Regions from separate parts of the Sus scrofa genome. Here region 1 is linked to region 2. A link is a contact called in public HiChIP or PLAC-seq data. All regions are on one chromosome and are shown on one strand. The core of a region is the stretch at or near the end of the contact, and the rest is flanking DNA. Distances in the headings are between cores, read along the strand shown.

Region 1 (4,023 bases), core at 1,484-3,983, 150 kb after region 2:
TTAATGCTTATTTTTATTTTCTAATGATGATTAAGTCCTTTATTTTTATAAATAAATCTTAAACTTTTAAATTCTATTTACCTATTTTGATGTGCTTACATAATGTTCTTCATCTTGTTTGGTGCTATCAATCCTTTTTTTTTTTTTTATTTTTTTTTTACAGCTGCATCTGTGGCATAGGGAAGTTCCTGGGCCAAGGGTCAAATCAGAGCTGCATCTACAGCTTATGCCACAGCTGTGTCCAAGCAAACTGGGTCCGAGTTGCATCTGTGACCTATGCTGCAACTTGAGGCAATGCCAGATCCTTAACCCACTGAGAAAGGCCAAGGATCAAACCCACATCCTCATAGAGACAATGTTAGGTCTTTAACCCTCTGATCTACAGTTGGAAATCTGGTGGCTTCTATCTTAATTTCAACTGTTTGATGTTACCAGCCTGCTTTCTCCTTTGCATATTGCTTTCTTCGATACTTTGTTAAGCATGTTCCTTGTAGGGCTGAATTTTGCTTTTCACCAAATCTGGCAGTTTCTGCTTTTTAATGGATACATTCAGCTTATCACATTTAATGTTATCTTACACGATGTTGATCCATTTAATTTAGATTTTGTTTTTTTCTTTTCCTCTTTCTCTATGTTTGCTCATTTCAACAAGTTAATATACTTTCCATTATTCCCTTTGTTATTTGGAGTATCTCCTGCATATCTTCCCATTCTATCCCTTTCCCTGCTCTCTATTTCAGAATATTTTGCCTTCGGTATTATTTGTAAATAATTTACCCCCTGAGATGCAATATAACTCCTACTATAATGTTCTAATTCAGCCCTCCTGCCTCCCCACGCCGCCCTGCCCCCACTAAATTCCCTGCCATCCCACAGCTAAGACCTTTAGGACAATTCTATTCATTTCCCTTTTCCACTGTTCTCCACCATTCCCATGGATCTTCTGGGGCCCCTCCTCCACGTCTGCTCCACAGACCTCAATAGCCAGAAGACCGTGTGCTTCCTGGCCTTACTTTATTTATTTATTTATTTTTATTTTTTGCTTTTTAGGGCCATACCTGAGGCATGTGAAAGTTCCCAGCCTAGGGGTTGAATCGGACCTATAGCTGCCAGCCTGAACCACAGCCCCAGCAATGCAGGATCCAAGCCCACAGCTCATGGCAACACCGGATCCTTAACCCACTGAGCGAGGCCAGGGATCAAACCCGAGTCCTCATGGATAATAGTCAGATTCATTTCCATTGCACCACGACGGGAATTCCACGGCCTTATTTTAAAAATCTATTTCCACCAACTTAAAACTCCATCCTTACTTGTTTCGTGAGGAACGAGAAACCTGTGAGAACACTGTGTGAACTGTGAGAAGGTGTCCAAATCCGAGGGAGGGAGGAAGGATGCAGAGGGAGGGCTTGGCCAATTGATCACAACGGACATCTGTGGACAAGGTGGGATCATAGTCTCCATGCCGCTACGCCAGGAAGAAAGAGTGCTCCAGTTCCCTTCCCGGAGCACAAAATCACCACTACTTGAGGTCGATTTCTCTCAGCTCAGGTATTTTATTACAGGGTAGATGCATTTAATGAACACATTTTAAGGATGATATCCTAAACTATCAGAATCTATTAACATTTTAGAAAGCTAAATGGCTCACAGAAATGGGACTCTGAACCATCAAGTTCTGATAGGATGGGACAGATTTGAAGCATGGAAAAACTACCTGGAAACAGCTCCATGAAAGGTGTCTAAGAACAGGAGTTCCAGACAGAAGACTGAGGGATCAGGCAGTACCTCGACGAAGAGAATGTCAAAGAAGAAGCCAGCACATTTTTGTTTTTTCAGTGTTGCCTCCTGCCCGTGCTGGTTAAGAAGTTTGTGGTGTTACATGGACCCAAGTCAGGACAAAACACTGTATCAGCACTGTTATGCAGAAATATAATGAGATCCACATGTATTCTCTCTCTATATATATATTTGTCTTTCTGTCTTTTCTAGGGCCACACCCACAGCATGTGGAGGTTCCCAGGCTAGGGGTGGAATCGGAGCTGTAGCAACTGGCCCACGCCAGAGCCACAGCAACGCCAGATCTGAGCCGAGTCTGCGACCTACACCACAGCTCATGGCAACGCTTGATTCCTAACCCACTGAGTGAGGCCAGGGATCCAACTCCCATCCTCATGGATACTGGTTGGGTTTGTTACCCCTGAGCCATGACAGGAACTCCAGCTTTGGTCTGTTTTATTCACTGCTGTGTTGCAACAGTTAGAGCGGTGCCTGGCATGCCATGGGCATTCAATACTTATTCAATAAATTAAATCTTTTTGCCATTCTAGTTGCAGGGCTGGTGAATACTGCTCATTTCTAGTAATTATAATTGTCTGAGATTTTTTTTAACATTTTAAGTTTTGTGGAGGTTTTTGGTTTGTTTGGGTTTTTTGGACTGTACCTGCAGCATATGGAAGTTCCTAGGCCAGAGACTGAAGCTCTGTCACAGCAGTGCCCAAGCCACATTGGTGACAATGCCAGAGTGTTAACCCACTGAGCCACCAGGGAACTCCTGCCTGAGAATAATTTTGAACTAAGCTTAAACATTCTAGAGAGAACATTTTCAAAACTTGTAAATTAAAAGAAAATTCCAAGTCAGTTTTATGACAAGAGCTCTCTTGTTTCACTCTGAGCACTGCCACCAAAACCAAATGTTAACCTTTATAGATTTTCTAGTATGTGTTACACGATGACCCAAAACAGGAAGTCAGCCCATGACTGTATTTATCATGATGTCTATAATCACATTGCTTGCTGTTACTATAGAAATATGAAAAAAAAATAAACACTTTGAAAAATTCTCTATGATTTCAGTCTGAAGAAGCACAGGATCAAATGAACAGGTACATTCAGAGCAGCTGGTCACAACTTCTCAGAGTGAGGTCATCGACTTTGAGAATTTAAAAAAAAAAAAAGCCCTTAATAGAAACATAGTACTTATGATCATTATCATGTTATCATAACTCTTCTTTGTTGAGTGCTTATTACATTCTAAGAATGATGCTAAGGCTTTCATGTACTTTATCTCATTAAAGCCTTCAAATGAGACTAATAGTCACTTGCTTAAAATCATCTAGCTAATACACGAAATGGCCAGGATTAAAATCCTGCTCTGTCTGACTCTCAAGTCTGGAGTCTTGTCCACCCTCCTCATTTTCGTCGGGAGAATACTTAAGTCTTCCCAAACTATGTGGTGTGTCCAAGATCATAGAGCTATTAAGCGGCATAGTCAGAACTAAAATCTGCATCTCCTACTCTCAGGACCAGATTCCCTCCTTCATACAGTATAGTCTGTTCTATACTATAATAAGCAAAGCAGGGGATCATAATTTATTCAAATTATATTTTTAAAATAACTGAAATTAGAATTTGACCTCCACATTGAGAAAATTAGTGATTACTGATTTTTAGTCTCTTTTGCCACAAACAGCAAAGTATTGTTTTGTGCAGCCAGGATGGGGACTGGGGTAGCAGGATCGAGGCACTAAGCAGGATACATAATCATTGATCCTGGTCCCAAAACTAAGTGAATGAAGTGAGACCTTATCTGTGAAAATGGTCAGAGATTCCATGTTACTAGTAGGTGGTTTCCACAGAAGACCACAGAAAGCCTTGGTTGGAGCTAAGAAGCATGAAACGTAATTTAAAGGGGAGAGAGAGCTGTGCCAGGTGGCTCACAGAGTGGACACAGTCTCTCCAGATCCCTCCTGAGGGCTCTTCCTACACCTTCTCCCCACATTTGAATCTCCAGCACCTGGATGGCTGCGGGCTGGAGGCTAGGGGAGTGTCCCAGCCCTGGGTTTTTTCATGGCTGCCCTGAACGTTCAACTCTGGAAGGCAGCAGGTGCCTTGTCAATCTCCATAAGCCCTGGGAGAACTTAGAACAATGGCCTTCTCAGTCCTGGCAGGCGGCTCTCAAGGCCACCTCCCTTCCATTTAAGTCCCTTTTTATTGAAGCCAGTTGAATGCTGTCTTATCCGC
Region 2 (4,198 bases), core at 1,451-3,950:
TATGAGTCACAGGTGTGGCCAAAAAGAAAAAAAAAAAAAAAAGCCACATGTGACTGTACCTCGGTCTCCTCATCTAAACATGGATAATAATGCTACTTCCTTCACAGAGGTAATTCCTTGAGCTCACTGATACGAGTAAGTAAAGTGTAATAAGTGCATTATTATTAAATTAGCTATTATCAGAGCGGAAATAAACTTTAAAGAACAAACGAATAATTATTGACTGTTGTGAGTATGCTAGCCCCTCTCTCAGGGAATATGAGCCAAATTTTAACTACTACCAGGACCACAAAGAGTAAAAATTTAAATAGCTGCACCTGTGGCATATGAATGTTCCCGGGCCTGGGATCAAATTAAGTTGCAGCCACAACCTACGCCACAGCTGTGGCAACACAGGATCCTTAACCCACTGCACCACAGGGGGAACTCCTGTTTTAATTTCCAAAAACACTGTCTCCTTGAGTGGATGAAGCCGGCTAAGAATTTTAAAAGGCTTCCTTATGCAAGAAATATTTTGAAAAATTCAGACATTCTCACCCTCATTATCCTGTGTCTAAAGAAGAGCACTTTTTACCACTAGACTCACTGGACAAGCTGCCCTCTTGTGGCTTTGATATATATTTCCTGAGTTACTAAGCTATTTGAAGAGCAAGTCCAGACTGCCCACAGATATTTCTCAAGGTAACTGAGAGTAGGTGTGTTGGCCGCTTGCACACAGGAGGCACATGGGGCCTTTCATCATAGCTGAGCTTTAAATAACTAAGAAAACAGAGTTGCCACAATACATATGGTTTGAGGCTGACAAATTCAAGAGACATTTTAACTCAATTTAAATGTCACTTTCGCAACGCAGTTATCAACGTATCAGGAGCAAACATTTGTCTCAAACAAGGTGCAAAGAAAACAGAACCAAAAGTTTCTGTCAGAAAGTTTCAATTCCACCATCTGTGAATATTATTCAATATTCCCAAGATGTGTTTGCACAAAGAAAGAAAACAACAACTCAGCAACTACTACCCAAACACTGGTTTATATTAACATTGGCATACGAGGAATCTAGGTACCTTATGAAACATTAAGTATTTGTTGAAAAAAAGCAAAGAAAGATGGGAGGCAGGAGCATATAGCACAGCTCTTCAAAAGTTGCACTAAAATGATAAAAGCATTCATATAAGAGATATTTTCTCATACAAGACAGTATTTTTATACAAGACCTTCTGTCAAAGAAATAACAAAAAGACAAAGATATAGGTGGCAATAGATGCTGTATTTCAACTGTTGAGATGTTAAAAATGCATCGAGTCCAAACCCAGTAATATCAGGCTAAACCAACCTGCATCAGGATCACACTTTCTCCTGAAAAACAACTACTGAATTCATATTCTAAGAGGATGAGCTTCCTTTTTATTTTATTTATTTATTTATTTACTTATTTTTGCCTTTTTCTTGAGCCGCTCCCAAGGAATATGGAGGTTCCCAGGCTACGGGTTGAATCGGAGCTGTAGCTGCCAGCCTATGCCAGAGCCACAGCAACACGGGATCCGAGCCATGTCTGCGACCTCCACCACAGCTCACGGCAACGCCAGATCCTTAACCCACTGAGCAAGGCCAGGGATGGAACCCGCAACCTCATGTTTCCTAGTGGGATTCGTTAACCACTGCACCACGACGGAAACTCCTGAGCTTCCTTTTTAAATCAAATCATATCACTCCCCTTTTCAAAACCCTCCAATGGCCTCTCCTCACACTTGGAACAAAATCCCAAGTTCTTCCCAGGGCTCCCTCGGGAGTCTGCGTGGTTACTTCCTTCCCTGCCCTTCTCGGGTCCCTCACTCCCTCCTGGCAGTTCCTCCAACATGCCGGCCTTCTCACCTCCTCTCACTTCCAGGCCGCAGAACTCTTGCCTGGAATTTCCCTTCCCAGCCTTCCCTGCCTGGCTCTCCCTGACTGGACTCACCTCCTCCAAGAAGTCTTCTGGGACCACTCTTTGCAAACAGCCCTCCAATCACCAACCCTGCACTCTCTTTCCTCTTTCCTGTCTTTATTGTTCTCTGCATTTCTTATTGTCTGAAATTACATTAGGCACTCATTTTATCACTTTTGGTTATCTCTCCACCCCCCACTGAAAGCTAAGCTCTGTGAGAGAAGAGGCTTTCTTCCTACAGCAGAGCCTGACACTTGTCACTACTCGTGATTTGAGAAATGCAGTATCTCAGCTTCGGAAGACCATAAACCCTAAGCTCTGGCACTGTCACCAAGTCTTTCCTTAGGTCTCCATCAGCTCTCTCTCATTGCAACAAAAGCCCGTCTCCTTTCCTCTGAAGCCCAGAGTGATGGACAGGGGTTGACTAGCAAGCTGATAAGGAATTCTTTAGGACCACAGACTTTTGAAAGGAAAGTGGGGCCTTAGTTACACGGACTCCAGCCCTCTTGCTTTGAAGATAAGCACACAGGCTCAGAGAGGTTGGCTGGTTTCTCCAGGCTCATGTAGAAACAGCCAACACCACATCAGTTCAAGGGCACAGAGAGCCTGCCTTATTCATCCCTGCCGGGTCAGGACCCGACGCGGCCGCCTGGCACAAGGAAGTGCACCTGAGGAACAAGTGTCTTCGCTTCTACTCGAAGTGCTCATTCAACTGAACTGACTTCCTTCCTCTTGTTACTTAGAACTTCCTACCCAAGAGCCATCCGTTTCCAGTCACTTGCATCACGTGTCATCATTTCCTGTCCTCTGTACGTATGTCTGACAACATACCAGACACAGCTGTCTCTCTGGGGGCTGATCTGATTCTAACATAACTCGAATAGCCCAGCATGGAAATACCTAGGCAAAAGTTGGATAGGCAAAGCAAACTAATTAAAAAAAAAAAAAAAAAGACAAAAAGACAAAAAGCTGGCAGTGTCCCCAGCCACGTATCCCTGTCTGGTCAACATTTGTTTTCCTTCAGCACCTAGAAGTGTGCCTGGCACATGGTCAAGGCCTCCTTGTTGGGATGGAGAAGAGAAGGAAATGATACTGTAGATTCAGCTGCTTCTTGGGCTATGACGGCTTTATAATAACAAATGCTTCATACTAACAGCTCACACTCTCATGGCGCCTTTTGTTCTTGGCACTTAGGTACGTCTTCTCATTGAATCCTGCCAAGACATCCACCTCACCTGCAAGAGATACTAAACTCTGAAAAACCAAGTAATTTTTAGAAGTCATTTAGCAGCCAAACCTAGACGCTCCAGCCTCTAACAAGACGGCAGATTCCCTTCCTTCCAGTATGAGTACCCATGTGCTCTGCTGAAGAAAGAGTGATGTGTTTGATTATAGGATGTTGCCTCAGCCCCAGCTAGTGGTATTAAGCAATGTAGAGTATATGCAAAATACTATCTAAAATCTAAAGTCTTCTGGATTCCAAAACGTGTATGTATGACCCGGTAGGTTTCAGGCAAGGATGTCTCAGATTGATATTAACACAGAAAAGAAACCTGCCCACAGTCACGCAGGCAGGCTGGGATTCCAAAGAGGCAGTGTAATTCTGCAGGCTGTGCTTGCGGCCACTACATTATCCTGCCTCTCTAATCGATGATGTCGGTGTGACTTGAAGAGTAATTACTGCCTTGACTATTTTTCTGATGTGGCTCCAGGATACAGGATTCAGTAAAGTGAATGGCGGGGGCAGACTTGTGTTGTCCTCCATGAAGACTGATGTGAACAGATGATGCCAGCTAAATGAGGGCTTAGGGACAGTAACCCTGGGAAGTCATGGCCACATCTGGGAAGAGGGCATACAAGCTTTTGGCAGTCAAAACTTTCATATCCCTGGATGCCTTCCCAAGAGCTTCTGGGAAACACTGAGGCAGACCTGTTAGGAATCTGGAATGATCTTTCCACATTTGTTTACAAAATCACTCTTACAAAATCACTCTATCAAGTGGGATGGGAGAGCTGAGCTGTGGGTAGGGTGTGAGCAGGACAATGTGTAAGAAGAAATGTGTGTGTGTGTGTGTGTGTGTGTGTGTGTGTGCATGGAAGCAGATGCTCATTACAAATGGACTTCTCTCTAAGGCCCAGAACACTGAACCAACTATAAATTGTGTTTTGGCTTTTTACCTCTATCCTCTAAATTAATTATTTGCAGAAATAAAAGATGCTACTTCATTGGGGCCAGCAATGGTTTTATTTCACCAAGTACTTGGGGTTGAAGCC

What was found. HiChIP or PLAC-seq counts read pairs in DNA pulled down with a chosen protein or histone mark.
Region 1: an H3K27ac HiChIP or PLAC-seq map of alveolar macrophages shows a contact between it and region 2. The contact joins two enhancer-like sites. A contact is called at or near these places in 1 of 47 Hi-C or Micro-C datasets (liver) and 1 of 2 datasets of contacts at active chromatin or transcription factors (alveolar macrophages).

Annotation. Positions count from the first base shown.
Region 1 is chr8:31,772,283-31,776,305 of Sscrofa11.1, forward strand. No RefSeq gene overlaps it. Among named protein-coding and RNA genes, the nearest start is that of NSUN7, 36 kb to the right of the region's middle. Within about 2 kb of position 2,734, at least 10 of the 83 cell types and tissues checked have an H3K27ac peak or open chromatin away from gene starts, as enhancers often do. A contact at or near this core is called in alveolar macrophages, where this site is marked.
Region 2 is chr8:31,624,326-31,628,523 of Sscrofa11.1, forward strand. The region is part of intron 2 of RBM47 (RNA-binding protein 47); the gene reads right to left. Among named protein-coding and RNA genes, the nearest start is that of RBM47, 64 kb to the right of the region's middle. Within about 2 kb of position 2,701, at least 13 of the 83 cell types and tissues checked have an H3K27ac peak or open chromatin away from gene starts, as enhancers often do. A contact at or near this core is called in alveolar macrophages, where this site is marked.